6 separate regions of the Mus musculus genome follow, and all the other regions are linked to region 4. Evidence: chromatin contacts called from public promoter capture Hi-C data. All regions are on one chromosome and are shown on one strand. The core of a region is the stretch at or near the end of the contact, and the rest is flanking DNA. Distances in the headings are between cores, read along the strand shown. Region 1 holds the start of Dcaf17 (DDB1 and CUL4 associated factor 17). Region 2 holds the start of Tlk1 (tousled-like kinase 1). Region 3 holds the start of Nfe2l2 (nuclear factor, erythroid derived 2, like 2). Region 4 holds the start of Gpr155 (G protein-coupled receptor 155). Region 5 holds the start of Hnrnpa3 (heterogeneous nuclear ribonucleoprotein A3). Region 6 holds the start of Slc25a12 (solute carrier family 25 (mitochondrial carrier, Aralar), member 12).

Evidence for each region. Promoter capture Hi-C pulls out the DNA fragments that hold promoters and counts their contacts.
Region 1: a contact with region 4 is called in a promoter capture Hi-C map of liver, with 5 times the contacts expected there. The contact joins the promoter of Dcaf17 here to the promoter of Gpr155 in region 4. A contact is called at or near these places in 3 of 39 promoter capture datasets (liver and pre-B cells).
Region 2: a promoter capture Hi-C map of pre-B cells shows a contact between it and region 4, with 2.7 times the contacts expected there. The contact joins the promoter of Tlk1 here to the promoter of Gpr155 in region 4. A contact is called at or near these places in 2 of 39 promoter capture datasets (liver and pre-B cells) and 1 of 9 other capture datasets (liver).
Region 3: a promoter capture Hi-C map of pre-B cells shows a contact between it and region 4, with 8 times the contacts expected there. The contact joins the promoter of Nfe2l2 here to the promoter of Gpr155 in region 4. A contact is called at or near these places in 5 of 39 promoter capture datasets (the C10 cell line, hippocampal neurons, liver and 1 more).
Region 5: a contact with region 4 is called in a promoter capture Hi-C map of pre-B cells, with 10 times the contacts expected there. The contact joins the promoter of Hnrnpa3 here to the promoter of Gpr155 in region 4. A contact is called at or near these places in 4 of 39 promoter capture datasets (the C10 cell line, hippocampal neurons, liver and 1 more) and 1 of 9 other capture datasets (adipose tissue).
Region 6: a contact with region 4 is called in a promoter capture Hi-C map of pre-B cells, with 2.3 times the contacts expected there. The contact joins the promoter of Slc25a12 here to the promoter of Gpr155 in region 4. A contact is called at or near these places in 3 of 39 promoter capture datasets (hippocampal neurons, liver and pre-B cells), 1 of 115 datasets of contacts at active chromatin or transcription factors (astrocytes) and 1 of 9 other capture datasets (adipose tissue).

Annotation. Positions count from the first base shown.
Region 1 is chr2:71,052,487-71,057,086 of GRCm38.p6, forward strand. Dcaf17 (DDB1 and CUL4 associated factor 17) reads left to right here and starts at 3,258. Exons shown (of 14, transcript NM_001165980.1): 1 at 3,258-3,633; 2 at 4,009-4,112. The coding sequence starts at 3,508. Mettl8 (methyltransferase like 8) reads right to left here and starts at 3,120. Exons shown (of 10, transcript NM_145524.3): 1 at 2,885-3,120.
Region 2 is chr2:70,823,347-70,827,871 of GRCm38.p6, forward strand. It overlaps Tlk1 (tousled-like kinase 1), which reads right to left and starts at 2,134. Exons shown (of 20, transcript NM_172664.3): 1 at 1,847-2,134. The coding sequence starts at 1,985.
Region 3 is chr2:75,701,927-75,706,261 of GRCm38.p6, forward strand. Nfe2l2 (nuclear factor, erythroid derived 2, like 2) reads right to left here and starts at 2,737. Exons shown (of 5, transcript NM_010902.4): 1 at 2,438-2,737. The coding sequence starts at 2,482.
Region 4 is chr2:73,383,540-73,388,044 of GRCm38.p6, forward strand. It overlaps Gpr155 (G protein-coupled receptor 155), which reads right to left and starts at 2,941. Exons shown (of 17, transcript NM_001190297.2): 1 at 2,726-2,941. It overlaps Gm13707 (a long non-coding RNA gene), which reads left to right and starts at 3,311. Exons shown (of 9, transcript XR_866430.3): 1 at 3,311-3,817.
Region 5 is chr2:75,656,423-75,661,201 of GRCm38.p6, forward strand. It overlaps Hnrnpa3 (heterogeneous nuclear ribonucleoprotein A3), which reads left to right and starts at 2,837. Exons shown (of 11, transcript NM_053263.1): 1 at 2,837-2,901. The coding sequence starts at 2,896. It overlaps Gm39859 (predicted gene, 39859), which reads right to left and starts at 2,515. Exons shown (of 3, transcript NR_166143.1): 1 at 2,368-2,515; 2 at 1,797-1,886.
Region 6 is chr2:71,364,848-71,369,097 of GRCm38.p6, forward strand. Slc25a12 (solute carrier family 25 (mitochondrial carrier, Aralar), member 12) reads right to left here and starts at 2,908. Exons shown (of 18, transcript NM_172436.4): 1 at 2,666-2,908; 2 at 1,680-1,733. The coding sequence starts at 2,677.

The DNA.
Region 1 (4,600 bases), core at 2,008-4,507, 2.3 Mb before region 4:
ATCTGACTGCTGTTTTGGGTTTGGGGCCCCACATTTGAGATTATGGGTGCACTACCCAACAAGCAACATGCAGATTAATTAACAAGTCCTGGCTAGTCTTATGTCAACTTGACACAAACTAGAATCAACAGTGAGTATACCTAAATTGAGAAAAATACCTCCATAATGGCAACTCTTAACCTGCGGGTCACAGGCCCTTTTGGGGTCAAACAACCCTTTCACGGGGGTCACCTATGACCATTGGAAAACACAGATTTTACATTATGATTCTTAACAGTAGCAAAATGACAGTTATGAAGTAGCAATGAGAATAATTTTATAGTTGGGGTCACAGCCTTAGGCTGTAGGCAGGCAGGCAGGCAGGCTTGTAGGTCTTTTTCTTAACTACTGATTGATGGGGGAGGTCCCAGCCCACTGTGGTGGGTGTTGCCATCCCTGTGCTGGTGGACCTGGGTTTGGGTCTTAGTGTTTCATTACAGCAATAGAAAAAAAGTAACTAGGACACTTACTGTATGTAAATGATGTTGTCCAGGGAAGGTCAAAGAAAGTCAAGGCACATTGAGCAAGGGAAAGTCTCATCGTGAGTTAAATAAATACTAGGAGCACTGATTAATCTGTAACATTAGAAAAATATATATAGGTCTCAATGCAAGAGAAGTGTACCAAGAAGGCCAGGACAGATGGATTTGCTTTCTGGATTTTTAAGGTCCAGTAAAACAGTACAAATGATCACAACGAGTAAGTGGTCACTTAGCCAGGCAGTGGTGGCGCACGCCTTTAATCCCAGCACTTGGGAGGCAGAGGTAGGCGGATTTCTGAGTTCAAGGCCAGCCTGGGTCTACAGAGTGAGTTCCAGGACAGCCAGGGCTATACAGAGAAACCCTGTCTCGGAAAAACAAAAACAAAAACAAAAGCAAAAACAAACAAACAAACAAAAAGAATAAGTGTGCACTTGAATTTACTGGTTACATAGCTCTGCTTCACTTAGTTCACAAAAAGCCTGGTTATTATAGTTGCACAAAAGCTACATAGGGTTTTATATATGGTTTTATATTTGCATACATTTAACATACCAAAAATACTTTAACAATGAAAGACTCTAGGTTGGATTCTGGTTTGAGACATTCTGTGGTGGGTAACTAGGAGCCACTAAGAATGATGTGACAGCTTTGTGCATTAGTGAAATCACTCTCTAAAAGGCTGCGGCAGGTTGGGAATCGAGAGTCTCCAAGTGTAGGCAGGAAGAACAATCAGAAGGCTAATTAATAATGGGATAGAAAACAGGAAGGCATAAAACTACTGGGATGAAAAGACTGGACAGAAATAGAATCAAAAGTACTTGGTTGTGGGAGAGGCAGAGATGGTCTAATGACTCTCCTTAGGGATCCCAGTGGTAAGATCAATAGCACAGGAAGGGAGCATTCAGAAGGCCGGGTAAGAATGGGGACTGCCCAAGCCGTGAATATTGTGCAGTCCCTCAGCCAGCTCACTGGCTGTCGACTGTGAGGAAAGAAACCACTTACTATGATGATTTAGGGGCCAAGCTTGATGCCTCGTGGAAAAACCTGAAAAACACTGAGAGGCAACTGGCCTTGAAGTACCACCCTGGTAAGAGTGGACGTGAAGGAGAAGCAAGTAAACAGTCTTCTCAAGCGCACAGAGTTTCCAGAGGTTAAGCATTCAGACCTGGGAGAAACTGGGGGGACTTTGGTCCAAACCAAGAAAGACAGCGCCATTACAGTAGAGCAGCAAGTGAGGGGCATGGCCCTCATGTCTGAATGGGTGGTCTGCATCCAGTTGTTGGGACTTAATATGTTAAAGTGAATGCGCGGAAGGTATGATCACAATATGCCCACTACTTGCTACTGTTTTTGTGGTAATAGTGGAGCATAGTGGCATCTTAGAAGTCATGTGAAAAACAAGCACAGAAACCAAAGCTCAGCCATGGTGGGAGAGCACAGAAAGACAAGAGCTGCGACAAGAAAGACAAAAAGGAAATGATGAGTGCAATTCAGCAATGATTTGCATTTCGCTTCAGCCAAAGAAAATCCAGCTATATTTTTCTGGGTTCCAGCATTTCAGTGACAGCTGCATTCATGAATGACCAAATTAACTATTGTGGAGCTTTCTAAAAATATACAAAGCACTCACTCCACCGTATGCTATAAGCAGGTCATGAAATATCAGGGGGGGAAAAAAAAAACCTCCAACAAAACAACCAAACAAACAAACAAAAAAGCCAGACCCCGAAGGAAATGCATCAAGGGTATAAGAGTTTTCCATTTAAAACAACAAAATGAAACGGCTAACGTTTGATCCAGCACATCCATCCTGTACTGTACTTCTGTCGATCAGAAAGCTGGTGTGCTTACTGACTTTTTCTTTAAGCACTTAAGATCACGGAGTGGCATGCCAAGTCTATTAAGTCTATGTGGGAGATGCAGACACCACACTAAAGGGGTTTACAATGAGGTTACGGGTCGCATTTGGTATACAGTTACGGAAATTTTTAGTATGTTAGTAATTTTGAACACGCAGGCTGAGCTAGTTCACAGAGAATGTTATTTTTTACTTAGAGAAGTCAACCTGGATTATCTTAGGCAGTTCAATAAGAATGCAAACATTTCATATTTTATTCCCTATAAGGGGGAAAAATGGAAGGAGGAAGAAAACACAGCAATTACCACAAAACCAGTCAGGGTCCCCGCTGGCCACACAAGGACGAGCCTTTGGGAAGGAGAAATTCAATCCTACTTTGATGGGAAAAACAGCAACTTTCACCACTAATTACCATACAAAAGCATAGTGGTTACACAACTAAATGTTGAAGTCAACCTCATCCACAACGTCCCAAGTGCGGCTGAGGGAAAGCCACGGGGCGTACCTTTGGAGGGTCCCACTGGCCACAACGCCCCTCTGGACGCGTGGCCAGAGCCTTGCAGGGCCAAAGGAGGGGTTGGCAGTCGTCCCACGACCAGGGCAGAAAGGGACTGCTTCCTGGGACACACAGGTGAAGCGACACCACCAGGTGGCTGCACAGCACCCACCAAAGCTATCCAGGTTTACCGCGTGCAGCCCGGAAGGCTACCCGACCCACTGCGCAGCCCTACGGCGCAGCCTATTAGGGCCAGGAGAGGCGGGCTAGGGGCAGGGAGGGGTGGGGCGGGGCCAGGCCAGCCCTCGCTCTGCCTGACGGGAATTGTAGTTCTGAAAAAGAAGCCATAGGGGCGGAAAAGGCCAAGGGGACTACATTTCCGGGAGAGGGAGTGGATACGGAGGGCCGCGAGGTGCAGCGTTAATCCCGAGAGCAGAAAGAAGGGCCAGGAAGGCGCCGTTGATTCTGTTCCTTTGCGTCAAATCCGTGTGTCGCTACCTCTTGATCTCTGCCCCGAGTCCCCAGCGCGGGGTCCCGCGTCAGCCTTCCTTTGAGGTTCGCAGGTGGCGGCTGCCACCCCTCGCGGAAGTGAGGGGCGCGCCCCTCCTGGGCCCTGCGGACCCCTAGTCTCCATGGGCCGGACCCGGAAGGCCAATGTGTGCCGCAGGCTGAGTCGCCGGGCTCTGGGCTTCTATGCACGCGACGCAGGCGTGGTGCAGAGGACGAACCTGGGCATCCTGCGGGCGCTGGTGTGCCAGGTGACGCCCGCCGAAGTCGGGGTGCCCGGGGTCCAACCTCCTGCCGGGCTGCAGTTTTTTACGCGCTCTGATACCCCTTTGAGGGTCTTACGTGGGGAGGGGCATCCGTGTCCCGCAATTAGGGTATTAGAAAATAGGTACTCAGGTCCGCCGCCTGGCGTAGTTTTTAAAAAGCTTCTTTTGCCTTCCTGCAAACAATCGATTCAAAACTTGGGCATCCAACTAAACCGACATCTATGGGCAGAGGGAGAAAAAAAAAAAAAAAAAAGGAGAAACAATGTACTTTAAAACTGTAGATTTCAACTACCCACCGAAAATGGTTCCATAGCAGGGGACTGAGTTCTTTCCTAAACTGAAATTCTTTGTGTCTTTCAGGAGAGTACTAAATTTAAGAATGTTTGGACAACTCATTCCAAGTCACCTATAGCCTATGAGAGAGGAAGAATATATTTTGACAATTACCGGTGCTGTGTCAGCAGGTAAATTCTTGGTGATGATTTTTTTTTTTTTTTGCTATAATCCACCTGACCCTAGTTTTTATAGAACCACGTGGCTTCTTTAGTACTTAGTGAAATTGGAAGATGAAAAAAAAAAAAAAAATGAGTCCATAATAAAACTAGGTGGAAAATGCATGTGATCTTAAAAACTCGTTAAGTCTAAAGTTTCGGACTTCATCTTTGTAAATACTTTTATTTCACACAAAATTATAGCACAGGCAAAATAATACGTTTCTCAGCACAGTTTGCTGTTTTATACCCATTTAAAGATCAGAGTCCAGAAAATGGGTTGTGAAATAATTAGATGCTGCTTAGGAGACAGGCATTTTGTTTTAGAAGTACTTTTTTTTTTTTCCCAAGAGAAAAAAAATGTTCAAACAAAAGTATAGTATTTGTAGATAAATAGTATTTAACAGCCAGCCTCCATCCATTCAAGGTCAGACTGAAGAGAACGACACAGTGAATTGATG
Region 2 (4,525 bases), core at 884-3,383, 2.6 Mb before region 4:
ATCCCAGAATTTCAAGTATTAACTAAGACTCACTATTTTAGGTTAACAACAAAAAACAAAACCCATTTAAAAAAAAAAAAAAAAAAAAAAGCTGCTGAGGGAGGGGAGCAGGATTTCTGGTTATTTGGAAGTTTGAATTAAGTTATTCCAACCATTCAGAACATTTCATCATCAGGAAGGGTGCAGAACGGCACACCTAAGACGGTCAGCTAGGGCTGACCTTCCTTAGAAACTCCATCTGAATTTGGTGCCTGCCAAATTCCCAGGACTGATAACAGAAGTCAACTGTTAAACCAACACCATGTATTCAGCAGATTATCACATACGGGTCCTGGCTCATAGTAATGGCTCAATAAACACTTGAGAAATCAATGAGGAATTATTTTTCAAAGGTATAGTACTCTAGAAACCACGATAATCTTTCAAAACTCATACTACCATTAGACATCGTAATGAAACTACAAAGTGGAAACAAGCAAGCTACAAGCACCAACTGCCCTATTTACAACACACACTTTAAATTTTAAACTTACAAATTTTCAAGCTTATACATGTACATAAACTTTCAAGAACAGAAGGAAAAACTCAGATTATTAATTTAAGTCATTCAATAAATAAGCTCTTATTTCTTTTAATGAAAAATCAGTGTCAGGGTGAGATGAAAGGGGAAAATGTCTGTCAACGTATTCGGCATGTTTAATGGATGCCATAAATCAAATCTTCCCATGAATTTTCTAGAGCATATTCACGTCAATCTTTGAGCCTATTGTCACTTTCACACATGCTCACGGGAACAAAATGACAAAGAATGCTATGCCTCAACCACTGGATCCGGGCAAGAAACATTTGATTAGCAATTACCAAAGCTATGGATAATAAATATAGACATATTTTCAAAATACAATAATCCGAACGACTCATAAACCGAAGCTCTGAATTTCTTTACAAGGCTTACTAGACTGCTGGACTTTCAAACGTTTTCTTCTTTTTTTTAAAGGTGCTGATAATCTCCTTGTGCGAGACAACCGGGAGCGAACAGCCCATTTACCGATTGCTAACGAATACGACTTCGCATTTTCCAGACAAAAGGGCGTTAAAAGAGATCCGATGCAAATTTATTCTTCCCTGGTAAAGGAGTGTTCTCCCGAATTCCATTTTATGGAGTATACTTAAAGTTAAAGGCAGCAAGTTCATTTTTTAGTCAAAAGCACTAGGTGCCTTACTAGCTGTGTGACTGCTACATCTGGTGGCAGAACACTTGCATGCAAGGAGCCAGAAAACTTAGAAAACAATTGTAACCGATCTCAGTGCGTGTTTTGCAGAAACCTTCAAGCAGGAATTTCCACCAAAAAAAAAAAAAAAAAAGCCCACCACCCTTGGGCAGAAAGGAACACGAGCGTACTTGCAACCCACGAGCATAACGTTCAAACATGCAGGAGCCGATGGCGAAGGAAGGAAAGTTGCAACCATCTGGGGGGGGGGGGGGGGTGGCACGAGCAGCCTTGCCCACGAGTCGGTCTGCCGTTGGGATCGCTCTAGGGGCCGCGATGGGGATCCGACTCGGATCCGAGGCAGCCCAGAGCATGCGGGAGGCGGGCGAGGGGCATCTTAACCGGTCCCGGCGGCCCGGCTTGCGGCGCGGGGACCGCCTCTATGGGAGGAGTGCGGGCTAGGGGAGGGGGCTCGCGCGCCGAGGCTGCACCGCGAGGGCAAACCCACCCGAGCCCCGAGGCCAGGAGGCTCAGGGAGCCAGGGCAGGCCTCCCGCCCGCGAACCGCCACCCCCCACCCCAGCCCGGGGTCCGCGCGGGCCGAGGGAGCCCGCGGGAGGGCGCGGCGGCGCTTACCTTCCCTGGGCCTCCCGGATGGCGGCGTGTGATTCAGCAGGGACCTGGCCGCCGCCGCCGAGCCCGGGGTTGGAGACGTGGAGAGCCGGGACCAAGATGGCGGCCCCTCCAAACTTCCACTGCTACTTTGGACACTCATCAAGCTACTTTCTGGGAGCCCGACTCCCCCCCTGCGACGGCGGCGGCACCGGCACCCGCCTCCGTCATGGCGGGGGCCGCGCTGAGGGCGAGCGCGGGCGCGAGGGCTGGGAGGGGAGCGCCGCGCCGCCGAGGGAGCGCGCCGGGCGGAGGGCGGGCGGGGAGGGTAGCGCCGAGGGGAGGCGAGTGGCCGGGGCCGCGGGGCCGGGGCCGGAGCGCGGGCGGAGCGCGGGCCGCGCCGACCGAGGCCACTTCCGCGGGCGGAACCTGCCGGCACCTCTGCAGTGCGTCGGGCCCCGGCGTCGCCCGGGCGGTGGCGGGCGGTGGGTGGCGGCTGAGGCGGCGGGGTAACCTCTGCATCAGTTACGGGCGGCGGCGGCGGCGGCGTCACGCGCCGCCAATGCAAACACTATCGCGAGGCTCCTGCGCCTCCGGTAGCAGCGGCGGCGGCGGCGGCCGCGGGGCCGGCAGGGGGGAGGGGGGAGGGCCCTGCCCGGGCGGGGCGAGGGCGGGGAGGGCGCGAGCGCGCTGGGAGGCGCGGGGCCCGCGGCGCGGCGCGGAGCGGCGAGTCGCGTGCGCGGAGCCGGCCGGAGGGAGGCGCGCCCCCGCTGCCACCTGCCTCCCCCTCGCCGCGGCGCGCCTGCTCCGAAGCGCGCCCCACACCCAGCCTGCCCGAGACGCCTCTGCTCTCGCCTGGCTCCGGAGTCTCAAAATGGAACTGAAAAGTTGAGAGTTGCTTCTTGCCCTTCAGGAGAAAAAGAAGAAAGAGAAGAAGGAGAAGAAGGAGAAAGAAAGAAAGAAAGAAAGAAAGAAAGAAAGAAAGAAAGAAAGAAAGAAAGAAAGAAAGAAAGAAAGAAAGAAAGAAAGAAAAAGAAAGAAAGAGCAGTGTGCACTTATCCATCTGCAAAACAGGAGTAGTCACGGAATTAAAAAAAAAAGAACCTAAGAAAATAAAACTTTCCTTAAAACAATCTACCAAAAGAATTGAGAAACCCTACCGGTGGGGTAGCCTGAGTGTGTGGTATAGCTGTTTGTTCTTTGTTTTCACAGAAGTGGAAAATCTAAATAGAAAATGTTGACTACTGAATTCACAGTAAAAAACACAAAAAACAAAAAAACTATAGTGTTCATCTTGAAGAAGGTATAGTTTCTAGAAATTTCCAGTTTCTGGTGCCGCTGTTGAGTATTGACGACGAATTCCCAAAACAAATTACAGCATTTGCTAAAATTTATAGATAGAGCATAGCTTTCTGCACACCCACGTACACACACCAGCGATTGGCCATCTTGTTCATAAAAGAGCAAGTCTGGTAGTCCAGGAAAAATACGACAAGGTTACTGCTCTCTTTAAACCAAATTGAATAGAACACTAAAATGATTATGCTATAGAGCAACTGTGCAGGCATAAGGAAATGACATGATTACCAGGGGGACCAAAATGTCATTTCTATTTTTTATTTTTATGACTTTGCATTTCTCATCGTAATGTTTTCTTCAGATAAACTGTACTCCCAGAATAGAGCCTTGGTTGTCAGCTATGCCAGAAGTCACTGGGGTGTTCCTGTGCTTCAGATTCTTGTTTTCAGTCACATTCTGCTTTTGAAACCTAAGAACTCACAAATTGAACAACTTTATTGACATAGAACTCACTGTAAAGTGTGTGGCTTTAGTTCACACTGTAGGGTGTATACAGCTCTGATGCCCCTTGTACAATCAGTAGCAAACATCTGTTGCCCACTCAACTCCCTTCTCCCCACCCCTTTGAGGTTCCTACCTGCCCCATTTCCATCCCCCTCAGAGCCATATATCTTCTTTCTATGCCACGGAGTAATTTGAATTTTCCTGAATTTTAGATGAAGTGTCCAGTGTTTTCTTCTGGACATAAAGTGGTTTCCCTGAACATAATTATTTTAATAGCCATATGGTTACATTTTCTTGTACGAATATATCCTGCCTTATCCCTTGAACTGTGATGGACATTTGCATTCTCCCTTTTCTACTTTAATACTTCCATGAACACTCGTGTGCAAGCCTTTGTATGGACATACACCCATGTCTTGGTTGCTTATCTATGACTTTATATGATATGTATATATATACTCTGCTTGCTTGGTCTTCTATATACTGGGGATCAAGCCTAGTGCTTCATACCTGCTAGGCAAACCCTCTACCCCAGCCCCTCTTTCTTTTAAGAGTAAGCTTAGTTTGCACACTGTATCATAAAGGACACAGAACAGGAAGGAAGTTAAAAGAACTGAGTTTAATGTCAATAACTATTAAAAAAATCAACTTTCCCATCTATAACAAAGATGGTTAGACTCATTGGGTGACTCCTGTCATTTCCAAGACTTTCATTGAGAGTTCCATTCCTCATAAACTGTAAATAAATCCCAAGGCAGAAAAGCAAGGTGGCTCGAGTCTTTAGTCCCACCACTTGGATGGTAAAGGCGAGCGGATTGCTTTGAATGCCAGGCTAGGCTGGACTACAGATACCTTCCTGACAACGTTTTGTGCACCCTGGGTTTTTTTGTTGTTTTGTCT
Region 3 (4,335 bases), core at 1,487-3,986, 2.3 Mb after region 4:
ACCGAGGAAAGGTCTAGAAATAAGGGTAACTACCCAAGTGTTCCCTTTTCCTGTAGCTTTGCTGAGCGTGACGCATCCTAAGTAAAAATAAATGTATATCTGGCTTTCAACGCTTCCTGTCAGTTCTAAAAGAGGGTTGTTCCTCAGCATTGTGTAAGGACCGCTGTTAGTACAAATGGAATTCCAAAGTGGTCCTAGTTATTTCTAAGGCAGAGAGACTGATGTAGCTGTGTTTATCCACCTACACATGGCTTTTCTGTAGTGTCTCAGAGATTCAGAGATGTGTCACCTATCTAGAAAGTCAAGTTTTTCTTAAGTTGTTCTCTCTCCCTTCATTCTGGAGAGGCCAATCTCGAATGTGTCTTTAAAAATAATCTCATATGTCTTATTCAAGATCAACTTCATCTCTTGCCTTCAACAAAGTATTTTATCTTTCCTAGACACCAGTGGGAAAGTAATGGATGCCCACCCCCGCAACCCGGTGCTGAAGAACCATGGAGTCTACTAACCATGAGCACTGTTAAAACAAAATGCTACAGTGCCACAGCTGAATCACTCTCACCATGTCTTTAAATCTGTAACTCAATTCAAATCCTTCTGGACTATCAAACAATGCTTTTTAGCTGAATTATGATCTTAAATGATTTCTTCAAGGTCTTCAAATATTTAAATCAATGTCTGGAAAGAACTAGAAATGTCCGGCTAACAAAGCTTTCACACGGCAGAGAAAGAAAGCAGCACAGCTGCCATTTTTGTAAATGAAATGTTATTCTACACAGGAAAGAGAAAAAAAAAAACTTTACAGTCAAAGTTCATTTGCACCGTGTATCCTGTGGCCAGGAAGCATTCCTTCTGATTACTCATGAAGAGCAGAAATCAGAAAATACAGTTTACTTATTCATCCTAATGAAAACCAGGCTACAACCCCAATCATTTCGGGGCCAAGTTCAAGGGAGGGGTAGAATTAATGCACTGTCAGTAACTTAAAAACTGACACCAGGACCTTCCAGGTCAGCCGAAAGCTTTACATTTAAACTAACTTACTCTTTACCGAGTTATACATTCCCTGGAGTTAAATGGTTTCTTTTCCTAAAAATCCAATTCCGACTCTTTTGTGTGTGTGTGTGCGCGCGTGTGTGCCAACATAAGCATTTACTTCTTTAAAACTGCCTGAAGTATAACCAGAAACTGGTTTTCACTTACATAACAATCTTCAAAACTTAGCAAGAAAGTGTTATGAAACGCAAGCGTCCCATTCGCTGTCTTCAAAGTGCGCAACATGCTAAGAAAATTGAGGCAGAATCTCAAACAGCAAAGAAAAATGTATTAAGGACACAAGCGAGGGATAATAAATAAATGTCTAAAAGCAAAACTTCTGCAACAGTATAAAAAGCAACAAATTCTAATCTATTACTCTTACCCTTGACGGCAAGGACCAGAATATCCTGCCTTATACATTTTGGTATTACAACTCTGTAATGCTAAATCCAAAGACAAAGCCGCCCAGGGGAAAATAACAATTGCGCAACTGATCAACAGCTCCAACTTGTCCCTTGGCCCCAGAGCAGCGAGGTTTGCACGCTATAGAGCAGGAAAGGGCCAACCGAGGGCCTCTGTGACTGCCAACTGGCCGATGTAAGCCAGCCAGAAGCCACAGCCTCGCACACTACGTGGGGCCCCGCGGGTCACCATACTCAGAACACACAGCCCAGCATGGGGCCCACTCGGACCTCGGAGCCCGCCGCCCAGGTCTGCACGTCCTTGCGCCCGGCGCGAGGCCATTCCCGGGTTCCCAGGCTGAAGGAGCGTGCGGAGCCCTGCCGGCAGGCCGCCCGTCGGGGCGCCAGAGCACGAGGGCCACCCGGTGACTTTCTCCTCCGCCCCCGGAGGGCTGGGCTTTTCTGGATCAAGACGGACAGGCGTGATCTTACAGACCAGCTCTCGGGCTGAGGCCGTAGACGGCCGAGCTCACCAAGTCGTAGAACGGGGGTTGGGGAGGGCTTCGGGCGGACGCCGAGGAGAGACCTCAGCTCCCCCGAGCGCGGCCCCGTGACTAGGCACATTTTTACCGGCACCGAATCAGGGAAACTACGCTGCCCCGGAAAAGGCCGGGCGGCGCCGGTTTAGACCGCCAGCATCCACCCCCCTCCCGCCTCTGCGCCTCCCACCCAGCGAGGTGGTGGTGTCTCTGCCTGGCCCCACGAAGTCAGAGCTTCCTCCACACCCCAACCTCGCCGCCCCTGGAGACCTCAGGCTCGGACCCCACTCTCGTCGCGGCCCCAACATCCTCCGTTGCCCTCCCAGCTCGGCGGGGCAGTTCCCAGGCCCTGCCGTCGTAGTCCTGGCTCAGACTGTCCCTCCCTCCCGGAGCCACTATCCCCTCGAGCTCCTGCCGGCTTCTTGGCACAGCCCAGGGGCCCGAAGGTTGGGGCAGCACCTGCTGGGACTGTAGTCCTGGCGGTGGCAACTCCAAGTCCATCATGCTGAGGGCGGACGCTGTGGTAGGGCTCCCCGACGGCGAGGCTACTTGCAGCAGAGGTGAGGCGGCGGCAATGGCTAGTCCGAGCAGCGGAGAACTAGGAGATAGCCTGCTCGCTGGAGTGGCAGGCCAGCCTTAGTCCGCCCCGCCCCCGCCCCCTGGGGGCGGAACAAGGACCTAGGGACGGGACAAGAACTTAGAGGCGGAGAAAAGGCTAGGGCAAGAGGCAAGGGCCAGAGGCAGGACAAGGGCATGGAGGCGGGGTAAGGGGCGGGGCAAGAGCTTGGAATCGCGTACAGGGGCAGGGCAAGGACCCGAGGGCCCCCCGCAAAGGCCTAGGGCGGGGCAAGGGGAGGGGGGGACAAGACGGGGGCCAGTGGAAGGAGCAAGAGCCCGAGGGCGGGGCATGGACCTGAGTGCTTCCGGCCGGAGTTCCCGCGTTCCCCTCGACCCCCCACTGTTGATCCTCCTCTCGCTGTCCGGGGCATGGCGGAGTCAGGTGGGCTGAAGTCGCACGGGGGGCGGAGCGCGAGCAGGAGGCCTTCGGCCCCCCCAGTCCTCTGTAGGACAGCACCCCCTTGCTAGAGATTAGCAGCTGTTTGCCGAAGGTCGCTCCAGCCCTGGCTCTTTGAAGCAGTTTAAACAGTTGGTGCAAGCACACCGGGAGCCCCGGCCCGTGCGCTGCTATCGGAGCTGCCACTCCCTGATTTGGACCTGCAGAACCTTGCCCGCTTTATCTCGCTCCACCGGCTGACTGTGGCGCCAGTTTCGGGGTTAGGGCTCTGAGCTGGGACCCGGACTTTGCAAGAGGCCAACTGCCCTCTGGCCCCAGGTCCCATTCAGTTGCTGGTGCTCAAACACCTCTGCCCCAGGGAGATGGATGAGTCCACGCTGCAAACTCGTGCTCGCTTACTCGAAGGCCCTCCACTTCTCCCACGTGCCCTGGGCTCGGGGCCCAAGCGGTCACTCAGTATCACTTCATCCACCCAGAGCCCAGCAAGCGGGCACAGCTCTAACAGAATCACCGAAGTGGATTCTAAGACTCTCAGGGTTCCTTTACACGTACTTACTCTATTTGGGAATTTTGAGGTATGATCTCATAAGGCCCCACCTCTCAAGCTGTTTTTAGAGCAGCGTTTCTCAACCGTCGTAATGCAGCGACCCTTTAATATAGTTCGTGTTGTGGTGACCTCCAACTAGAAAAGTATTTTTGCTGCTACTTCATAACTAATTTTGTTGCTATAAATTGTAATGTAAGTATCGGATGTGCAAAATATCTGAGATGCTTGGGGTGGCTCTCCACAGGCTGAGAACTGTACCATAGACTCTGCCACTTGGGTTTGGTGGTGGTGGTGGTGGTAGTGACTGTTTTCACAACGTTCATTCCCAAACATACTTCTTTAACTGCCCCCGAAAAAAAATCCAATTTCTAAAATAGTTATATGGGCTTAGAAAAAAAATCGAGGGATGTTTTAATGTGTTAATAGTTGAAAACCCAGAGTATTTTTATCTTTCTCTTTGTTGTTTTAAGTATGTTTGAACACAAATATCTTCTTTTGAATTTTTTTTTTTTTTTTTGGTTTTTTAAGACAGGGTTTTTCTGTGTAGCCCTGGCTGTCCTGACACTCACTCTGTAGACCAGGCTGGCCTAGAACTCAGAAATCTGCCTGCCTCTGCCTCCCAAGTGCTGGGGCTAAAGGTTTGCGCCACCACTGCCTGGCTTGAAATGTATTTTAAAAACCACTACCCTATTATGGGCCTGGGGTCAGTTAGAGATTCAACAATCTGACAAAGAAAGGTCTCTTACTCAGATCCTAGCGCTAGGTCTCCAGCTGAGACTCAGGACTTCTGAATGC
Region 4 (4,505 bases), core at 1,691-4,190:
TTTTTCACAGCAGGAACAGCCCCCAAAATACAAACTGTATTCTGACGTTCTAAAGCTGTTCATGAGATTTTGAAGAGCAAGTTCTGTGTGCTAATGTGGCAACTGTCACACTGCCCCCCTCTTGCTGCCAAAGACACAATGAACACAAACTTTAGATAATCCTGAGGTGAATTGGCTTTGATTAGTAATTTGAAATGAATATGACAGTAATTGCCAATTTCTAAGTCCTTGTTCTAGGTTTACCATCTAAAGTATCCTTATATAAGATGGTAGAAAAAAATCTGGTGTCATTTACAATGCTTGGGCTAAGTTCTCAAACACCCACACCACATTCAAAAGACGTGGGTGGCAGACCAAAGAGCAACTAATACACAGGGTTCTGTAAGAGAATATTCCCTGTGTTGCTTTCTAGAAACCAAACCCTTTTAAAACCTTATATTTAATTGGGATTAAGACAAGTATTTCCTTTTTTCTACCAGGATTAGGCAGGAGTGGTCAAGAGAAACAAATCCTACAATATTCACATACTTGATCTTTCCAAATAAGCACTGAATTACACAGGCAGGTTCTGGTTGGCACACAGTCATCCTTGAAGTTGCTGGTCAACAATCAGACTTGAGTATGAAAACATTGGCGCCCTTAAGAAATGTGTCCTTAGAAAGGGAGTAAGGAAGGGGGTAAGAAACTGGTCCAGCCTTTTCCAAAGTTCCCTAGATTTCTTTGCTTGAATAACTCACAATCCCTATTTTTCTTTGCTTGGATATCTCACAATCCCATATTTGGACAACATAAGAACAACAATGTAACCGTGGGGGGTGAGGGGAGGAGAGAGAGAGAGCGCGCGCAAGCGCACATGCTTAAACAACAATCTTAATTAACAATAGATAATGAAAACTGTTGTAGACTTTGAACCTTAGCATTTATCAACTCTTTGGGTCAATTACTTTGCCTCCCTGAGTCAGTTTCCTTAACTGTGAAACGAGTGGGAAAACTCCTTAGCGAAACACTATATGGAAAGGATGTACTGTGCACAGCTCATCACAGAGGAGGTCTTCATGAAATGGGAGCAATAGTTCTAATGCCAAGTATGGTGCCCCATGCTAGGAACCCAGTCCTGAGAGACAGAAATAGGAGCAATACAAGTTCAAAAGCAACCGGGGCTGCATTGAGACGATGTCTCAAAAAACAGACAGCGTACACAGAATAAACCAAAGTGGGTAAGAGAGGTGGGTAGAGAGACTGCAGACCTAATGATAATGATTAAAACGGTAACAAGGTAAACAGCATTCATTGTCACAAGTAGCTATACAAACATGCCTAATATTAAAGATCCTCAATAGTAGACATACTAGATATTCCACAAAGTTACGAGTTTAGAATGTGTTATGAAGTTACCAGCCTCTGTTTCATACCCAGCAATTAAGAGTTGAATTGAGTTTGATCTTAAGTGGCTATTGACAGTGAAGGTGATGGCCAAGAGGTTTAACAACTTCCAGGTTCAACTTCCAATTAACTGAAAATTAAATGAAACTTTTTAAAAGTAATCTGTCCTTTTCCCCCTTTCAATTTTTCCAGTGTTATAAACAGTTCCCGAGGCAAATGAAAGTTAAAATGACTTCTAGTCTGACATAATGTCACACACCTGTAATCACAGCACTAGTGAGGCAGAGGCAGGAAGACCATGGGTTCAAGCCCAGCTACAAAGAAAAGCCAGCCAGGACTTAAATTAGCAGCTGTCTCAAAATAAGGAAGGGAGAAAAAAAAAAACTAAAAATAACTCTGAAGTTTTATCTCATACCATTTTAAACATGAAAACAAAACAAAACGAAAAACCGCTTCTTATGCACATTTTAAGATTAACAAGAACCACAACAAAGGAAGTTTTAAAAATGTCATCCAGTCCTTTAAACTACAAAAACAAGACTTGTTGCAGAACAAACAAGTTGTCCTATCACTGGAAAAGCCAATTCACTGGGCCAGACACTAGAAAACGAAGTATACAAACCATCTAGTCGCATTACATCTGACTTAGATAACATGACCAAAGCACTGAAATTGTAGGTTAAATGCTATTAAGTTCAAATGTGCTGCAGTACTGACTTGAAAGAAAAAGCTTTAAACTGAGGCTGTTCTCTTCTCAAACACTCCTATCCTTTAGACAGGAGAAAAGCCTAATGCCTTGCAGCACTATAAAAAGCACTCTTCAACATCAACAGGCACTCCAGTCACTGCCTTTTCCCTTGTCAATCTGCAGGATCAGACTTTGGCCCGCCAAGATAAGGAGTGCAGAGTCCCTGACCAAATAGATGATACCGAGGGCAGCTGACACCCGTGGAAGTGGAAAGCCAGGGCATGGGAGTCACAACGTCAGGTGCTCCGTAAAGAAGTATGGGAGAAAATTTGGCGCAAAGATCCCGAGGTGCTCAGGAGGGGCAGACACGAAGGCCACCTTGGGCTAAAGTAAAAAGTCCGAGATGACAATGTGAGCACACGTGCAACGGGGTGCTTCGCACCCTGGGGACCGCAGCTCTGGCACCAGAGGGGACAAGTCGTCCCTTGTGAGCAGACCATCTCCAGTGTTCCCGCAGGTTTCAGGCGCAGGCTCTGTGGAGCAGAGGCGGACAGGCGCAGCAGCTAGCCGAGGCGCCAGGGCAGCCTGGCGCTGCCCACTGGTCCGGACCCCAGGGGCAGGGGCCATTGCAAACGCAACTGGGGCTCATCTCACCTGCTAGGTCTGCAGCTCCGGCTGCAAGGAGAAGGAAGCCGATGCTCACAGAGGGCCAAGCAGCGAGCACACCGCCGTCATCTCCCGCCCCGAACCCTCTTGTAGCGGCGTGTGCCAGCGGCAGATGCCCAACCACGTTCCGAGAAAGGGAGGGGTGAGCCGCTGCGGTCCTGTCAGCTACCTTAGGCGTCTGCAGCCCGGTGCCTCCTCCCCGCCTCCGCCCCGCCTTCAGGCTCCGCCCCTGGCCTGGAGGTCAGAGAAGCCGGTCTCCATTCTGCCGTGAGGCCCCGCCCCCAAGCTCAGGACATGGCCCCGCCCCGCCCAAGGCCCCGCCTCCAGCATGGAGGTCCGCGTTTCAAATCTCCACCCCGCCGTCAGGCCACACCCCTAAGCTCCAGTGCTACACTGCACTCCGCCCTGGGGCTCCACCCCAAGGCCCCGCCCCTAGCCAGAAGGCCCGAATGCGGGTCTCCACCTCGCCTTTAGGCCCCGCCCCCAAGGACAAGCGACACCGCTCCACCCCCGGTGCCCGAGGCCACACAGCCCAGTCCCTGCCCTTATGCTTCGCCTCCGCCAAAGCCACTTGGCCGCCGGTCTCCCGTAGCTGTACTTCCGGCTTTTCTCTTCCCACAAGATGGCGGCCGGGTGGGGATTGGCAGTATTGGTTTCCTCCGCCTCTGCTCAGACTCAGGAAGGCCTGTCATCATTTCGGTTAACCTCAGCTTCCAGTAATCCTGTCAATTCCTCTCCTGGTTAGCCTCGTCATTGCATAGTATAGAGTTATAAATGCAAGGATGTGAGTTCAAACCCTGCCTTCTACCTTTCCCAAGCTAGCATGATCTTGACCTTCCTAAATCAAAAGAGATTAAAATATAAGCTTTAGTTGTGTGCTTGATTTAGAATACATTGCCAGCAGCGACTGCTTCTTTTTCTGTTGTGGAGGAACTCTGGCTGTATGCTCTTAGTTTACAGACAGGAATCTCCTAGTATTCTCGGAAGTCTACTGGGGCTTCTCGAAGTCAACGTGTGAAAATGAAGACATTTTCTGAAACAAAAAATATTTCTAATTTAAAGCCTGATCTCAGTGATTTTGTAAGTATTTCTTAAAAAGAAATCTTGCTTTGCAAATTTTACTGTTTTGTCTGGCCACTACTATGTCCTATTAATCTGTGCAGTTTTAGTACAAAGTACAGTACTATTTGCACCTTTAAATTAAGTTACTATATGGTTTACTAAGAAAATAAAAGCCGGGAAGGGAGATGGGATGGGGGAAGGGGGTTCCGAGGGAAAATGAGGAAAGGGGATAAAATTTGAAATGTAAATAAAGAAAATATGTAATAAAAAATGGGAAAAAAAAAGAAAAGAAAAGCCAAGAGCTGGCTTAAGGATATGAAGCCTAAGGAAAGGTGAGCAGAATTGAAACTATTTTTTAAAATGTAGCTTACTCCCTTTTGGTTCATTTTTTGTCTTTCTCACTTTTAACTATTAACCTAACTGCAAAAAAAAAAAAAAAAAAAAAAACAATACATCTGTTATCTCAAGGCTAAATGGATTCCTGCCTTGAAACTATGAACATTAGTCAAACTAAATATTTAGTGAACTTTGACTTTTAAAGGATTATTGAAAGACAGGCCTAGAAAGGAAAGTTAAGGCCAACCTGTAGGAGTTCCTTGTGTTAGCTTAGCTTAGTTTATCCTCTGACAGCACAGTAAGATTGGTACAATTTCCCCACACTGGAACATGTCAGTGGATTTTGTGCCTTATGATCTGGAAGCCTTCC
Region 5 (4,779 bases), core at 1,587-4,086, 2.3 Mb after region 4:
TTGGGCTGATACTGTGGCCTTTAGCAAAACTGGCTGGTGCTAGGAGCCAAACCATAAACTTAACTTCTGTTTTCTTTTTGTTTTTTTTTGTTTTTTTTTTTTTTTTTTTGAGACAGGGTTTCTCTGTGTAGCCCTGGCTGTCCTGGCACTCACTTTGTAGACCAGGCTGGCCTCGAACTCAGAAATCCGCCTGCCTCTGCCTCCGGAGTGCTGGGATTAAAGGCGTGCACCACCACGCCCGGCTTCTGTTTTCTTTTTAATTGGTGGTTATTAGGCAGGGGAGGGCTTGTAACCTGGAGGTGTAGACTTATTGGGGAATAACCTGGAGAGGCAGGTCTTGTTTGGGGGTAGCCTGGGAACTGGAACTAGGTACTGGCCTGTTAGTTTACTTGAGTTTAAACTTAGGTCAGGTTTTGTTTGTTTGTTTGTTTGTTTGAGACAGGGTTTCTCTGTATAACCCTGGCTGTCCTGGAACTCACTCTGTGAACCAGTCTGGCCTTGAACTCAGAAATCTACCTGCCTCTGCCTCTGCCTCCCAAGTGCTGAGATTAAAGGCGTGCGCCACCAGTGCCCAGCTAGGTCAGGTTTTCTAAGATGGAATCTAAACCCCAAAATTTGGTCTCTCAAAAACCATCTTGAAAAACCAAGGATCAAAAAAGATCGGTATCTGAGCATGGGCCAGAGAACAAACCAGCCAAAGATTGGTTATCGTTTCTGCTTCACTTCCTGCCCTCATTTCCTTCAATGACAACCATGACCTGGAAGTATAACATTTTCCCCTTTTGAGTTGGTTTTGGTCATGGCGTTTATTACCCAGCAACATAAAGCAAACTAGAATCAGGGTATCATGTAGCCCAGGGAGGCCTCATACCCCACTTTGTAGCTGTGAATGTCCTTGAGCCCTTTTGAGACAGGGTCTCTGTATCCTAGAGCTAGATGTAGGTCAGGCTGGCCTGGTACCCCCAGAGATCCTTCTGCATCTGCCTCCTGGTTGCTGTGATTAAAGTCCTGAGACACCACACTTGGCTGCTCTGAGTTTTTTCAATCTCCCACCTCCAATCCCTAAATGCTGTGGGTTTGAGGGATTAGGAGCTGTGTCACCTGCCCAGTTTGCAGAGATGAGGATCCAGGCCTAGGTCTCATGTCTGACTGCTGGGATTAAAGGTGTGTGCCACCATCTGAATCCATTTCTCATCTTTCACTGGGAGAGACAGATAAATTGCAAAGGAGTTTGCTATGCAGAATGTTAAAATATGCAATTTGTTGCAGGAAAAGAAGGCTTGTCAATTGTGCTTTTTTTCTTACCCTCAATAACTTTATTTAAATGAGATCTGCAGATTTTTTTTTTCTTTTGAGACAGGGTCTCACTCTATAGCACTGGCTCCCTGAAACTCCACATAGCCAGCTAGAGAGGCATGGGCCTCTGCCTTCAGAGTAGCCTAGAGGTGACACATACCACGACTAGCAAATCTGTAGACTTTTAATTTACAGTTGTTATTGTGAGAAGGCTAGGCTAAGTCCACGACAGGCTTCAAATTAGCAGCTAAGGAGACGAGGTCTAAAAACCCAGGCTTCAGGCAGCTAATTAGAAACTGCCCCACCACCTGGCCTGAAACAAGGACAATGGGTCAGCAGTTCCCAGCCAGCCCCCACGCCCCAGTAATGGAATGTCCTTCGAGATAGCATAAGACACAGCCTACCACCCCCCACCCCAGATTCCTCAGCCAGTTTCCAGGCACCATACCCTAGTATGGTTCTGGAATACCTAGAGACAGAGTAAGACAAAGCCCACCTACCCCAGGATTCCACTAAGGTGCTTTAAATTGGTCCTGCGGGCTCACTTCAGGCTCTATCTTGGTAACGGGAGACCCCAGCATGCTGGACTTCTACAGAATAAAAACAGTGTTTGCGTTTACATACTATTAGAATCCGGGGTATCATTCTTCGTTACAGTGGGTGTTTCGAGACTACCTAATCCTATGTTTGCTTTTATTTGATTAAAAACCCAAATCGTTCCAAATCCCTTTGCTAAGCAAATAAACGATTCGACTTATTTCGTTCATATACTGCACACTAAAACTCGAAACTGATGACCACTTTAAATAAGAAACAAATCTCTAGCCAACAGGTAGAGGGCCTATATGGCCAGAAGCCTTTTGGAAACGTTGGAAATCGTTCCATTCTCTCAATTCTATACCCAAGTGGCTCTGCTTCTTCCTCCCAGACTGTCTTAATTTGTAAATGTGCAAGCTGCTAAGGTGAAAACCGCAGTAACTCAGCCGCGTTTTGCGGTCCGTGAGACGTGCCCCGACTGCGACTTGCAGTGTGGGTCTCCCAGGAAGGCGGCGCAGTCACATTTTTCCAAACCTGGGCTCTCGACATTTAGAAAGCCGCGAGGGAGGCGAAGATGGTCAACTGGCTTTCTTACAACCTTAAGTCTCAAGTCAGAAAAGCGTGACTTTCCATTTGGCTCTGGAATGGAGGTGAACTCGGAAATGGAGACCCGCAGGCGCGCGGGGGAGGGGCGAGAGGGGCCAGAAGAAAGGGAAAGGCCTTTCTCTAAGCTGACGCGCGGTCACGCGGCTTTCTCCCGACGTGGGCTCTCGCCATTGGTCGAGCTGCCGCTGACGTAAGCGTCGCTGCCGGGCGCGAACCGCGGCGAAGGCGGCGCTGCGTTGGAAGTTGGCGAGGCGCGCGCGCTCCCGCCGGCGGCCCAATCCCCGCTCTCCACCCTCGGCCCGCCAACGCGGTGGACCAGTCGCGCTCCGCTTTCTCATGACTCCGCCCCCAGTGGGCGGGCGGCGCGCGGATAGCACATCACGTGGTGACTGGCCCCGCCTCTTCCTCTCGGTCCCATATTGAACTCGAGTTGGAAGAGGCGAGTCCGGTCTCAAAATGGAGGTAAAACCGCCGCCCGGTCGCCCCCAGCCTGACTCCGGCCGTCGCCGCCGCCGCCGGGGGGAGGAGGTATTAGGGGGAGAGCGGGGGGTTGCTGGGTAGTTGCCGGCATGGGGGGGCTTTGGCTCGATGGGAGTGGGGAGGCCGGGGAGACCGGGACGATCGTCCCGCGCTTTGCGCTGAGGGCGGTGGGAGGGGGAGGGGAGCGGGCCGGGTGGCCTCCTCCGGGCCCTCCGTCGGCCTGGTCCTCTCGGTCGGCCGCACCGGCAGCCCTCGAAGACGCGGCGGGGCCGGGGAGTGGCTCGGCAGCCGGGCGAGGATGCCCTCGGGCTGCGCGGCCTGACTTAGCGAGGCCGCGGGCGGCATGGCGGGCCTCCGCGGGAGCGGTTGGGAGGAGGCGGTGGGGGAGGGGAGGAGCACATCCGGGCGAGCGAGCAGGCGGGCGGCGGCCGCATTGACATTGATCCGCCGCCGCCGCGTTACGAAATGGCGCAGTGGCCCGCAATGGCCGCCGCCTGGCTACGCCGCCAAGAAGGAGTGCGCGGGGATTGGAGGGGACGGCGGGAGGCGGCCCGGCGTTTCTGCCGCAGATGGCCTCCAGGCTCCGGGCGCGGTGCTTTCCGCTGGGGTGCTCCCGACGTGGATCTAGGCCTTGGCGGGCCTTCTGGGTGATGACAATCCGCGCAATACTCGGGCCGGATTTTCTCAGCGCTCATTTGGGGATACATTACTGAAAAGCTTGCTGCTTTAAGGTGCTTCCTAACCCGCTGCTTGTGCTCAAGTATTTGGAATGAGAGTATTTACAGCGTCCTGTGGTTGAAGTCTTAACCATTTCGGGGGTTTGAGTGTAGATGTGTTTACTTGGAGCTTAATATTTTTATTGATCTAATTTCTCATACTTCGGATTGGCCCGGATTTTGGTTTTCCTGGATTTTGGTTTTAGAGAACTGCGACCACACTAGAAAATACCACGATTACGAGAATTTTGTGTGTATAGAGATGCTTTTTGTGTATTGTCAAATTCATTTATGCGAGGCTTGAATAAAGGGGTTTTACGTGAATTTGGGTAGTTGGGTTTCTGGTATGTGGCTGTCTGCATATTGAATGTTCTAACTAATATTTCCAGAAGATGGAAGAAAGTGAGCCCCCTTTAAGGGCTTGTGTTGAATTGTCTTAATGCGTTCATTAAAAGCGGTTCACTCGAAAGTAAAATCTTCAAAAAGAAAACCACAGGCTAGATATTTTCTAAGTCTCTCAGTTACGGTTTTGTTTCTAATTCCTCTGGTCAGGCGGTATATGCTATACCTTGTAAATCCAAATTACACGCTTGTGAATGTAAGGATCGCATTCGAAATAACTTGAAACTATATGATGTAAGTGGGTATAACCAAGGTAAATTGATTACAGAAAGCTAAGTAGTGGAACCAGGTGTGAATGGTGCGTGCACACCTGTTACCCTAGTATTTGAAAGGCTAAGGTAGGACTGCCTCAAGTTCAAGGCTAGCTTAGCCTGCCTTTCCTTGAGAGCCAGCCTCAAAACCCTCACCCACCCTTTTAACCCCCACAAGGTATCACGGGGTTAAGTCTTGGCTGTGTTTTGTGGGATATGCCTAATTTGCTTGGGAATGTCTTTTAATAACTGAAATGTTATTAGCTGGAAATGTGAATTTCTCTTAATTTCCCGTTGTAAGCTTCTAAGTTGCATTTCATAGATCATGTTTTAAAATTACAGGTTTGTTGGTGTTGCAGACTGAGGACAGTGGAGATGGCACGGGCAGTCTTTGGGGTTTATTTTTCTAGTGAATGATTTGTTAGAAACATCTGAAATACTCTAGACTTTTTAGTTGTAGCTTAAAGTTTAAAAAATCTGGGACTGTTTGG
Region 6 (4,250 bases), core at 1,658-4,157, 2.0 Mb before region 4:
GAAAGAAAGAAAGGCTGTGCTACCTAAAAAGCCTTAGTCTAAAACATAAAAATTAAAAATAATTCTCATTTTTCTAATTCTCTTTTGTTTTCTTTTGGTGCTAACACTCAAATGCAGGGCTAAAGCAAGGTAGAGAAACACTTTATCCCTGACCTTTACCAATTCTCTTTCATAAACTACACTGTGTGTGGTCACCTATGCAGCCTCCTCCTCCCCACCAGGCCTGAGGAAACTACCTGTCCCGGATGGAAGTGCTATCCAGCTTAGACTCATTAGCAGACGCTAGAATCTGTTCCTAAGATAGAATCACAGACTTTTGGAATGGAAAGCAACCTTGAAGGTCACCTTTCATTTTACAGTGGAAAATAATACCCAGAAGGAGCCTGCCCGAGGTTAACAGTCTACAGAGACTCCACAGCCAGAATACAAGATTCTAAAAAACAGCTCTTCCAAGAAAAACATAACTTTTAGTAAAATACCTTAGGAATTTAAGAAAGCAAAGGCAAAAAACTAGGCGTAGTCAGGTGACTGATTCTAAAAGCTTAACATAAGTAAGGTATTTTAAGGTCAATCCTTACAAGACTTCCGGTTTTGTTTTGTTTTTGTTTGTTTGTTTTGGGTTTTTTTTTTTTTTTTGGTATTTTCGAGACAGGGTTTCTCTGTGTAGCCCTGGCTGTCCTGGAACTCACTCTGTATAGACCAGGCAGGCTTTGAACTCAGAAATCCGCCTGCCTCTGCCTCCCAAGTGCTGGGATTAAAGGCGTGTGTCACCACCGCCCGGCAAGACTTCCGTTTTTTTAACGTGTGTATGTTTATGCACCACATGCATGTGATGTGATGTCCTCAGAGGCTAGAAGTAGATGACAGATTCCCTGGAATTGGACTGCAGATGGCTGAGTGCTGCCATATGGGTGCTGGGAATCCAACCCAGGTCTTCTAGAACAGTGCTCTTAACTGCAGAGCCATCTCTCCCCACCCCTTTTTAAAAAATAATTTATTATTATAAGGAGCAGATGTGTGAGCACTGGTGCATATGCACAGATATATGAAAGTCAGAGGACAACTTTATATAGTTAGTTCTCTCCTTCGATATTTATATGGGTTCTGGGTAAAGCACCTTTATCCACTGAGTCATCTTACCAGCCTCCTTACAAAAGAATCTAAAGCAAACATGTTGTACCAACCCCTACCCCCATCCCCATCTATGGTTGCAATAAGTGGGAGGAGAAAGCGCAACTACAATAGTCATAAATTATCTGTGCAACAAATGTCATAGACATTTATGAGAAGGAAAATTTTATAAGTCATCCTAAGTCATGCAAACAAAAAGAGCAACTCCAGGAAAACCTCATATCAATCCCCAATAGAAAGAAAAATTTTCCAATCCGTTCTTACTAAGAGTACAAACGGCCGGGTATAGAGCCAATCGCAGCCCTCAGGAGGCAGAGGCAGGTAGATCCTCCGAGTTCCAGGACAGCCTGGTCTACAAAGCAAGTTCCAGGACAGCCAGAGCTACACAAGGAAAATCTGTCTCAAAAAAAAACCAAAACAAACCAAGTACAAAGGACATCCTCCACTCATGTTTGTGAGAAGAGCATTTCTCAAAGTTAGAGAGCTTAAAGAGGAATAACGATCATGTTCTTCCCATTCTTTCCCTGATGTAAAATTCTTTCACTTACCTGGAGGAATATGTTTCTCAGCTCATGAGGATCACCTCGTTTGGTTGTATGCACCTGAGGGGGGGGGGGGAATGACTGGTTAATGCTTAGCTAGAAACCACATAATCTCTTTAGATTATAGTTTACATCTGCTAACAACTCATTTATCTTTCATAAGGTCATTTAGTCTAAAAACAAACCCAAAGCTTAATTGCTGATAACACCTGTCAAACCGGAGATCTACGGCTAAGGGGTGGGAGAAAAGGGTGTGAATAGTGCAAGATAGAGCAAATTACAGACGGCACTTCCTGTGAACTGGAAAGGGAAACCAATGTAATCGTTTACTTTATTCCACAACTACTAGCAATACAGTAGCAACCACCAAGCTACAAATCCTGAGAGCCTCAAGAGAGGAGCAACAGGAGATGTAAAACAGCCAAATTAATAGCCGGGCCTAGCAGCCTTTCTTGTGGAAAGCAGAAACAGTACATCGTCATCTTGGCGACCCTTTCTCCATCTGACCTAAACCTTGAGAGCTGCCACAATACGGATACTTTCGACATCTGACAACCTGCCAGGCAAATGTCAACCAGTGCCCTGGGCTGTATTGTGGCCCCAAATGACAACACCCACCCCCTCCCCCACCGCGGATGCCCTGGGTATCCCCGGTTCTCCTGCCCGCTGACTCTCAGTCCCTCTCTGATGCTCTCCAACTCTGTGCTCGCAATCCCATGTACCTAGGACAAAACACTACTCTTTTCCTCCTCCCGACCATGGTCCTCAGGAGCCCCTCCAACTCACGATCCCTCCTCCTTCCCCTCCCCCAGCCGGGCATCCTCTTCGCTCCGGTCCAAGCCCAGCACAGCTCTCCACCCGCAATCTAGAGCCCCGGGACGCACTGGCTAAGAACCAGGCAAAGAAAGCAACGGAAAGAGGCGGGGGGCTGCACTCGGGGCCCTTGGAACGTCTCTTATGCAATAAAAGCAGCAGCAGAGAGTTGGAGTCACCTTGACCGCCATGCTGTGCTCGGAAGCCGGGAACGAGCGAGTGAGCGAGCTGGGCCGAGCTGTCAGGGCGCGCGCGCGCCACGGCCCGGGGCCGCGCCCGCGCTCCCTCCTGTCGCAGCGCCGCGCCCGTCTATATGCAAATGAGCTAGAGCGCGTCGGTGGTGCGCACCGAGTGGCCTTGGTTGATCCATCAGCGGGCCGGCGGGGCAGTCGCACCTCTTGCGGGGGACACCAGAGCTCCGGTCGCCGGATTCCAACGCGCAGTGTGAGCAGAGGCTCCTCTGGGCCAGCCCCAAGTCCCAAGGCCTGGCAGTGGGTGTGGCTTTGGGCACCGGCTTCAGCCAAAGTCGGTTCCCTCTTGGGGCTTAAAGGAACACTTGGGGCCTGTATTGAGCAAGGTTGGAAGCATATGAGAGCTTGTCCCATTAATAATGAGTTTATGACAACCAGTGACAAATATTGATAAGGAAAATGATTAGTTAGGTTTTTTAAAGGGAAAACCTAAGTAAACATAACTTCAGAAATATGCTCCTGAATTAACATTCCTTGGGATATCCCTAATGGTTTATTAATAGATTCGCTTCACTCTCTTAACCACCCAAATTCTTTGTACAATGTATATAGAAAACAACTTTATTTATCTTGGAGCTGGTACTTGCTATGCTGACTTTCTCTTCTACAGGAAACAATTCCTCTGTGAATTCCCAGCCCTGCCTTAAGCTAAATTAATGTCTCTAAAACTGAGGCTTGCCATTAAGATATGTGAGGGCCAGGCAAGTAGCTTAAGTTGCTGGAGTGCCTAACTAACATGCTGGAAGTCCCGGGTTCTATGCCCAGTAGCACATAAACTCTATCTTGGCGAAGTAGTATCCGACTGTAATCCCCAGGCTTGAGAAATGGAGGCAGGATAATCGGAATGTCATCCTCGGCTGCATAAGAGTTAGAGGCCAGCCTGGATGCATAAGACGCGTCTTCAAAGAAAAGAAAAACGAAAGGAATAGAGGAGAAGTAAGAAAGGGGAAGGGAGGGAGGCGGGGGGGGGGGGGTGTGTGGAGGGGGAAGAGGGGTGCGGATCCGAGGTGATAGCTCAGTCTGAGGCTCCTCAGAACTCATTAAAGGTAGAAAGATAATCAACACCTATTTTCCACATTTCATCTAAGCACTAAGGTGAATAAAATTAAAAATTGTTAAAAAAAAAAAAAGAAGGGGAGAAAAGATCCTATTAGTTCTCATATTGATATTCACCCAAATATTTACTAAAATCCTCCATGTGCTAGACATGGTCCTATTTGTAAAGTGTGGATATAAATACACATATATGCATATGAAGTATGTGTATAAGTAGTTATTTATTGCAAAGACCTTCTTTGCCACCATTATCATAGACCATTTTAAGTTATAAAACTAAATAGCAATCCTACATATTGTAGATATCATACCCTTGGCTCAATCATACTTAAATGTTGCAATATTTGATTATCCCTGGGTTATTACAAGAAAATTTGTAACAAGCTGATGATGTCTCCTGTAGTAGTATATTGCCTTTATTCCCACCCACCAGTTATAGGCTTCGTGTGCTCACTTT